2 separate regions of the Triticum aestivum genome follow, and region 2 is linked to region 1. The links are chromatin contacts, called in public Hi-C maps. All regions are on one chromosome and are shown on one strand. Each heading gives the region's core, a stretch centred on a gene start, on an enhancer-like site or on the middle of the called end of the contact. The rest is flanking DNA. Distances are from core to core; before and after follow the strand shown. Region 1 has its middle 91 kb from the start of LOC123078136. Region 2 has its middle 27 kb from the start of LOC123078136.

Region 1 (4,490 bases), core at 1,828-4,327:
AACAAAGATACATCATGGGCCAATGCGCCGCCCATCCAACTGCCAGTGGTGCTCTACTAGATCATCCCGGAGCCGACCATGACGGTTGCATCCTCAATCTCACGATGTGCTTGAAGAAAAGCGTGTATGCGAGAAGGGTTTCTTTCCGGTTGCACACGGGTACCAACATTGTCATAGAAACAAGGGAGGTTTAACCCTCTCTCATCCTCTAGGATCATGTTGTGTAGAATCACACAACATTTCATGATGTTCACCAAGGTTTTTTTGTCCCAAAACCGAGCTGGACCACGAACTATGGCAAACCTTGCTTGCAAAACACCGAAAGCTCTCTCAATATCCTTGCGGGCTGCCTCTTGTGCCTTGGTGAAATGAGCCTCTTTTCTTGTTAAGGGCACCCCATTTTTCTCCTTGATGGACTTCACAAGAGTTGCCCATTCGGGATAGATGCCATCGGTGAGATAGTATCCCATTGAGTACTCATTGTCCATGATTTTGTAGTTGCAAGCTGGAGCATCCCCAGAAATTAATCTTTTGAACAAAGGAGATCTATTGAGGATATTGATATCATTGAGTGTTCCCGGCAACCCAAAGAATGCATGCCAAATCCATGTGTCCTGAGATGCTACGGCCTCAAGCACAATGGTAGCATCACGGCTTTTACTGCAATACATTCCGTGCCATGCCTTTGGGCAATTTTTCCACCTCCAATGCATGCAATCAAGACTACCAAGCATCCCCGGCCATCCCCTTTTTTCATTCATTTCCATTAATCTCTTTGTATCTTCCTCGTTTGGTGCCCGAAGATACTGCTCACCGTACAACCGGATGACCAACTTGGCAAACCTACGGACTGACTCCGTAGTTGTATCTTGCCCAATGCGAAGATACTCGTCGGTATAATCCACGGGTATGCCATAAGCGAGTACCCGCATTGCCGCCGATATCTTTTGATATGCACTAAACCCCATGATACTGGCGGCGGATCTACGACGTTTAAAGTAATAGGAGGCGGCCTCACAATCGGTGACAATCTTCACAAACAAACTACGCCGCATTCGGTACCTTCTGCGGAAGAGACGAGGAGGGTATGTAGGTACCTCCGCGAAGTAGTCTTCCATCAAATGCTCGTGTCCGAGAGCGCGGTTCCGGTAGATGGTGACTCGCCCCATCTCCGACCCTCTCCTCTGATCCATCAGCTTCACGCGGTTTTCAAACGATTGCACGTCAATGAGGAGGCTCATCATCTCGACGTCGTCGTCTTGCAACAACTCATCAATGTCGGAATCGTCGGATGTCGACCAATCTGACGAATCGGACATCGAGTCCATGACAATCTCCTCATTGCTCATCTCCATCCGCAAAGGACAGTCACTAATTAGTGCTAAAAATGAAACAATAAAGAAAATGAAACAAAATGAAAAAAAAAACACATACCTCACCTCGGAGGAGGCGGCCGGGGCGCGGCTTGGACGGCGGGAGGGCGGCCGGGGCGGCCGGCGGGAGGGCAGGGCGGCGGCGCGGCTTGGACGGCCTGGGCGACCGGCGGGAGGGCAGGGCGGCGGCGCGGCTTGGACGGCCTGGGCGACCGGCGAGAGGGCAAGGCGGCGGCGCGGCTCCTCGATGCCGGCTCCTGGGCGGCCGGTCAGGGCGGGAGGGGAGGCGAGAGGGCGGCCGGGCCGCGGCGGCGCTGGGGAGGCAGGAGGGGCGGCCGGCGGGAGGGCAGCTGGGGCGGGGAGGAGGGCGCACGGCGGGGCGGGGAGGCGGCGGGGCAGGGTGGCGGAGGGGCGGCCGGGGATGGAGCGCCGGGGCGGGGCGCGGCGCGGCGGGAGGGCGGCCGGAGGCCGGATCCGGGGAGGGGGAGCTGAAAATTCCCTCCCGCACGTCGTTGGCGATGGAACCGGGTCGGGGAGGGGTTGGGCTGGCCAACCCCTGTTTCTACATGCTGGAAAGGAGAATAGGGGTTGAGCCTCTAAATTTTTTTGAGGGTTTAAGGGTTAAGGGGTTCTATTCTTTAGGAATTTTTCGTCTCAACCCGTAAAAAAGCGGTTATTTTTGAGGGTTTGAGAGTTTAGGGGTGCTATTAGAAATGCTCTTAAGGTGGTTATCTAGTGCGTTGTCTAGGAAGAGATGGAAGTAGAAGAGCCCTTTCTTATCAAGCCGGATGAGCACTTCCCATATTGATCTGGAGCTTCGATTATGAGCTCTTCTATATGTCCGTGTCGAAAGACAAAAGAGTTGCCGCCACAGTGTTCGTTCGGATGGGTTCTCTGGCAGTGTTGAACTCGCTTCCCTCTCTTTCGCGTCTCCTATTTGTCCATGGAACTGTTGTATCTCTATTGTTATAATGGAAAAGGAGTCTGTCCGGTTAAAAAAAAAGGAGTGGCAGGCCTAGCTGTACATTGACGGCCAGAGAAATGCACTGATTATTTTTAACTCCCTTTTTTTCAGCGACAACTAATATCAAACGACAGGAGTAAAACTATTTGGATTTGAGGACGCCCGATCAAGCACTATGCTTCACACGCATATCAGTCCACACGCAAATAGTATGTACACGTTCTTTTTGGGATACTACATTATTTAGGACAAAAACTCCATACAAACGTACGTACGCGAGTGGTACCCATGTATTCTGATTGGACAGCGCTATCAGCACATTTATGTTCTTGTTCGTTTGAAATGATTACGACCTTCAATTATCAGATGCGTCGCTCTAGGTCCTTGTCTCCAGCGGGTCCAGGAGTAAAGGCACGATGTGAGTGTGACCCTCCTTTCTTTTTCTACTCCTATTTTTGATCGATGATTGAAAGCACACCATTTATGTGAGTGTGGCCCTCTTTTCACCCTGCTTTTTATGTGCATCTCGTTGCACTAATGAAACGGCTGGCGAGGCAGGATGGGACGGCCAAGCCAAGTCAGTCAGTCCATGTGTCGTGTGTCATGTCTCATGTGTGCATCTATCTTATGGTCCTGCTCCATTTAAGCCTCTGCGCCCAACACCGCAATAGTGCAATGTGCATCGCTGTTTGGCCACGCACGCCAGATCATTTTCACGTGCGCCAGTAATCTGAGAGGTACAGCTCACCTTACGTATATCATAGAGTTCGCAATAGGCGCTCGATCGCTTGGTCGACATGCGTATGTAACGTATGGGTATGGCCCATGGCTAGCTGTTGCCACGTCGAATCTGACCTCCCTATATAGCGACTGCCGCTTATATAGCAACACGTACCGATAATAAGTGGCCACGGAGTAGGTGCACATATGAACCCAAATCCTTCAATCCATATTAATTGTGGTGTCTATATGAATCAGAGGGAATAGTTGAACCACATTATCTCAATTTTCTTAATATGCACACATGCCACCTCATCACCTTACTGACTATTTTCTCTTAACATGCATGGAAATTACTATTTATATTCTCTCTACACATACACGCATTCCAACTTAAATCATTCTAGTTATATTTCTCCCAACATGCATGAGAAATACTACTTATATTCTATATATATTGCAACTATAAATACAATATTTTCTATCCATCTAATTTTCATCAAAAAGTATTGTAGCCAATGGCCGTAGCAACATGCGGGATATCATCTAGTAACACTAATGCAAAGAGAGCCCTAGCTCGGTGGTTAGGTATGAGATTGTGCAGCCTAACCATCTATTTCAATTCCTAGAATTGACAGGTGATACACACGGGTTTTCCCCCATTTATTGAAAATGAAGCTGAGTATGTGGGTGTGTGGTGAGACCACTCATCAAAATGAAATCTTGGTGCTCATAAAAAGAATTCTTTGAGGATCATGCTTGGAGTGTAGTGGGACTGCACTTCAAGATAAAAATCATAGTACTCATACTAAAATAGTTGTGTGCATCCCTTTTTGGTGCAAAGGCCGAACCCTCCACATGGACTCGATTTCTCTAGAATCATTGCCAAGTGGCAAGGCCCCCCCTCTCTCTTCCTCTCCTCGCGCATACCCCTCGCGCCGCTTCCCAGGGCATCGCCATGTCTCCAACCCTAGCATGGTGGTACACTGCGGTGGTGACGGGCCCAGCGCTGAAGGTGCCTGTGTGGCTGGTCGCGACGGTGGCCCACTGGTGCGGCTGGGGCGGTGCTAGTGGGTAGATTGCGTGCGGCGCTCAGGGCGGCGTCCCTTGGTTGTGCGGCGGCGATCGTCGCCTCCATGGCCTGCAAGGAGTTCCGGCATGCTTCTCCGGCGATGGTTGGCGGCAGTGTTCTGTGGATCTGGTTCCCTCCAGGATCCGTCGTCGGTCTGGATCATGACTGGACGACGGCATGTAGAGAGCCCGACGAGGGATGCTGGACTTCCCTGGCGGCTGCATGCACCTCCACGGCACGGCTCCGCATGGATTCAGCCAGCTATTGGTTCAGAGTGTCGCAACTGCCACTGAGACCTGTGCATATTTCAGTCATGGAAAATGATGGTGACATCTTAGGCGTTGTTTCCTTGTTGAAGGCG
Region 2 (4,622 bases), core at 1,144-3,643, 63 kb after region 1:
GTGGCGAGCAAGCAGAATCGAGGGGACGGGTGAGGCGACCGCTCCCCGCCCCATGATCGTTGGGCGCGGACGCCTTGAAGACCACGACCCGAGTCCACCCAGTAAATGAGCCGCGCCTCTGCGTCTCCCTCTTTTTATGGGGAAGGCGCCAGCCGCCTCTTTACCATGATGTGACGCATGCGTGCGGGAACCGCCCCACACATGACCCCCACGTCACGCACGACCCTCCACGACGCGCGTTCAACGTGTGTCGTGGGGGAGCGCAAGCGAGCGAAAAGTTACCACGGTAAAAATCCGCCCCGCCTACCCGCGCACCGTTCTGGGCCTAGCCCAACAACGTGTCGCACTTATGTGTGGCCCAGGCCCGGGGGCTCCTGTCGGTGTACAAAAGTAGGGCTCTCCTTTTTACCCCTTTATCAGTGCACGACCAGTCGGAGCCGCGCCCATGGCCACACTAAGCAGGGCAGAGGAGGGAAGCCGAAGGCACAAGGCGACCAGAGGCAACGCCAAGACCAGAGACCACAAAGAGCAAAGGGGCAAGGTGGACTCCCCCAGCAAGACCCTTGACGGGGCGGCCTCCGCGGCCCCGGCAAGAGCCTTGCCAGGGCAGCTTGCCCAACACCAGCAGAGCGAGCCACCCTTGAGCTCGAGGGTTCCAACGCCGCCAACAACCACATTGGAACCAAGGCTCGGGAGGTGCCTCTGTGGTGGCATGCAGATTTTCGTCAAGATCAAGAACATACGAGATCAGATGAGGACCAGAAGACGACGATCCTCGGTGGGATCCTAGCCGAGGAAATCCACGAGACCCCCGGCAAGACGCTTGTCGGGGAAGACCACGATGTCGCGACAAGACCCTTGCTGGGGCCCCGGCAAGGCCCTTGCCGGAGACACCTACGGGGCAGCAGCAGGGCCCGCGTCTGCCAAGACTCCACCGCCGTCCCCATGCAGCTGCCAGCTCAACCAGCTGGGCAGGCACCTGCGTGGCAACGGGCGGCCTCCACGACCGACTCAGCAAGCACCTGCGTGGTGGCATGCAGATCTTCGTGAAGGCTCCACCACCGCGCCAGCCCAGCAGCCAGCCAACGTGGCGCTACAACGCCTCGTCAGCCCGGACGCGCGTCGCAACCAGGCGAGGCGGCGACAGCTGGGACGAGCTTCCTTGCCGTCCCCGATAAAGCAAGAGGGGCACGTCGGCAGCGTATTAAATGCGTTTGTCTGACGGTGCTAGAGGATAGACTCATCCACTGTACACCTTTCCACCTCCTGTGTGCCACTATGGCAACCCCTTTTATCTATAAAAGGAGGCCCGAGGCGGCCAGGAGAAGGATTTGGATCTTTTGGACTAGAGACACACCGTAGCTAGTTCAAGAACTCAAGAACACTCAAATACATACACCAAAGCAGGACTAGGGTTTTACGCATCCTCACAACCCAAACCTGGGTAAACGATCCTTGTGCTGGCTTCTGGACCCGCTCTTTGCACAACCCCGCGCCCGCCAACCGTAGAAGGGATCCCAGTGATCCCATAGGTGTCGTTTCCACCGACAGTATCTGTTCCGGATGTGTAGGTGTGTTGGCACGTGTGCATGTGTTGTTCGTGTAGATGTGTGTGTGATGTCACATGTGTGTTCTAATGTAACCTTTCTGTTCAACTGTCGTTATTAACTCCTAATCGCTATGCATGTGTGCAACTAAACACCAGGTGGAAATTGCTTTCACGATGCAAAGACCTCATATACCGGCAACCAAACAACATGCAAATACCATATTTTGCCATGTATTCTCTTAACCTGGCTCCACTCAGCCGGGTCCGTTTTTTCCATGCAACCTCTGAAAACTGGTGCAGGCAAACACGCCCTATATGTCCAGTCCTACATAGCCATCCAGGAACACCCACTCATCTAGTCATCCAAGACACATACTATGGAGCTGGTGCACCCTCTGTAGGCAGGGACAGAGCCAGAAAATGACGATAGGGGGCAGGGGCTTGAACTAGAAGAATCGATCACAGTCAAAGAAAAGACAATATACGTACATCAATCATAGTATATATAGTAATAAGGTCTAAATACTAAAAATATAGCTGTGGTTCTGCAATTTGGATACTGTTTTCATATCTATGGATCTGAATTTGGCTCTACAACTATCTTGATTAAGGCTCTCGGTAATTTCTTCAGAATTGGTTCCTAGTTTCAATTGGCTAGAAAATGTTCTCAACAAAACTCTTCCTCTTTGTACTTACAAACGCATAATTAGACAATAAAATAATTTCTGAATCGTTTCAGAGTTGTATTTTCTAGTTCATAGTGTTAAGAGAACACATCAAAATAAATTACGGATTACAGGATGGAGTTAGAAATCAAAACTAACCGACAGTCTATGTTGGATCGTATATTTGAGGAAATCGCCGTCTTGTTGGCCGTGCGAGGGATAGGGGTCGCAACGCAGCGTCCGCAACCTCCGAGTAGACGAGCCGACGGCGAGTGGTGGAAGACTGAAGATAGATCGATCGGCGATCGGTCGATCTGCCTTTTCTGAAGAAGAAACGACCAATCAAATCTACTTGTGATTGTGTTAGCTTTTTTTTAGGTAGCTTACCAGGCTTGCTGCCTGGTCTTGCGGCTGTATTAGCTGTATGCGTCGGTGTGGTTAGATAATGACTCGCAGGCCCCAGCGGTTTCTGCTTGCACGATTGGATTAGGCCCTAAGCTGGCTCCTTTTTTATTTTTTTAGCTGACTTTATCTATTTGGAAATTACTCTCTAGGCTATATGGGGAGCAAGGAGGAAGTAGTGTATGAGGACATTTTCCAAAGTCCCATATCGACCACCATTTTATCCAGTCTTACTGGAATGATCTTCAGCTCACGAAGAAACCGAACCTGCATCACAATCCCTCAAGGTCGGCCCGGCCGAGACAGTGAATCCAGCCATCAGAGAACGTAATGAAGCTTAATGCGGATGCGGCTGTGGCAGGACGTCGGGGAGTAGGAGCAGTGGGGGCAATCTGCAGGGACAGGGACGGCAGGTTCCAGGGTGCTTCGGTGATTGTTTTCAGAGGTATAGTCGATCCCACTACGCTGGAGGCACTGGCTGTGAGGGAAGCTTTATCACTCTCGAAAAATTTGAACATCACCGCCATCCAGGTGGCATCAGACTGCTCGGTTGTGGTGGAAGACATCAAGAGGAGGAGTGGAGCAGAATATGGAGCAATCGTGCAAGAGATTAGAGAGTATGCCAGGAATTTTGCTTTATGTAATTTTGTTCATGAATTTAGGAGCTCGAATTTCGAAGCTCACAATCTAGCGAGGCATGCACTACCACGGGGTCCTGGTCGCCATGTTTGATTAGGCCACCCCGGGGATCTTCTTTTTGTCCCTGTAAACATTGTGATGACTTAATAAAGCTTCGCTGATTGTCTAAAAAACGTAAGCCGTCATTCAGAAAAACCAGATAGTTGGGGGGGGGGGGGGGGGGGGTCCCCCCCGGTAGAATCGTCCCTGTTGGTTTGACGAACCAAATGTGGGGTTGTCGGTGTTGTTATCTATAACAGTGACACACAGAGTTAGCATTGGCTTGTTAGTGGTGCATCTACCAACACGTGTTCAGTCCTACATAGACCATTCTTGTGCCATCACCGTGTGCCCATAAACATCCCAAGAGAAAGCTTTGCGGATGTGCATATATGTACGCCAAACAAACATATTGTCTTCACTAATAAATTATCAATACACTATCAAGTAAATTGTCCCCTCTTAATTATTGTCGAAGCTCCGCTATGTCTTTTTTAATGTTTCATCACAAATTTATTAAAAAATGAAAGTCAAAATGGAATCAAGGGGTACAAATAATCAATTTATAAAGAATAAATTCATGACATTGCATATAGATAATACAATTTAAATGTAGTTCCTCGGTCGGTCATGCCAATTTGCGGATAAGGTAGGGGAGGATGCCTCCATGGTTAAAGTATTCCAGCTCCACCTACATCACAAGAAAGAACATGACAATGTAGGTTGTTTTAGAATATGTGCAAGAGGCATATTTTTATGTTTGACCATAAGTTTAGAAAAATTAACAACATGTTACATGACTAAATATACATGGAGGCTAAATTTTAGTTTGAAGACTATATCAATGCGTCAACCAGTTTACATTATGGCTTAGATATGACATACCTGCGTGTTAATGCAAAGTGTGCAAGTGAAGGATTTCCCATTTTTTGTCGTAACGATCACATCTTGGCCTGGACGGATCTCGGTAATCTTGCCAGGGAGGTCGATCGTGAAACGCTCATGCCCACTGAGGTTGAGTGAATCTGCATCCTCGCCAACCTTGAAGCGGAGAGGGATGATCCCCATCCCCACCAAGTTACTCCGGTGGATGCGCTCGAAGCCCTTAGCGATCACTGCCTTGACGCCCTGTTCCAAAACACCACACAACTTGCTGATTAGTTTCATCCTGAGCAAGATTGACTATCGGCATAGAGTCTCTCTATGGAGATGAATTGATTACCAGGAGCAATGGCCCCTTGGCGGCGCTATCACGGGAGCTCCCGGCTCCATACTCATCACCGGCAAGAATGACCATGTCATGACCCTCCGACTTGTATTTCTGCATT

What was found. A called contact is a pair of places that touch in the nucleus more often than the background predicts.
Region 2: a Hi-C map of leaf shows a contact between it and region 1, with 5 times the contacts expected there. The contact joins two enhancer-like sites. A contact is called at or near these places in 3 of 5 Hi-C or Micro-C datasets (leaf and an unstated tissue).

The regions. Positions count from the first base shown.
Region 1 is chr3D:175,424,679-175,429,168 of IWGSC CS RefSeq v2.1, forward strand. No RefSeq gene overlaps it. Among protein-coding and RNA genes, the nearest start is that of LOC123078136, 91 kb to the right of the region's middle. Within about 2 kb of position 3,078, at least 5 of the 8 cell types and tissues checked have an H3K27ac peak or open chromatin away from gene starts, as enhancers often do.
Region 2 is chr3D:175,488,613-175,493,234 of IWGSC CS RefSeq v2.1, forward strand. It overlaps the pseudogene LOC123078135. Among protein-coding and RNA genes, the nearest start is that of LOC123078136, 27 kb to the right of the region's middle. Within about 2 kb of position 2,394, at least 2 of the 8 cell types and tissues checked have an H3K27ac peak or open chromatin away from gene starts, as enhancers often do.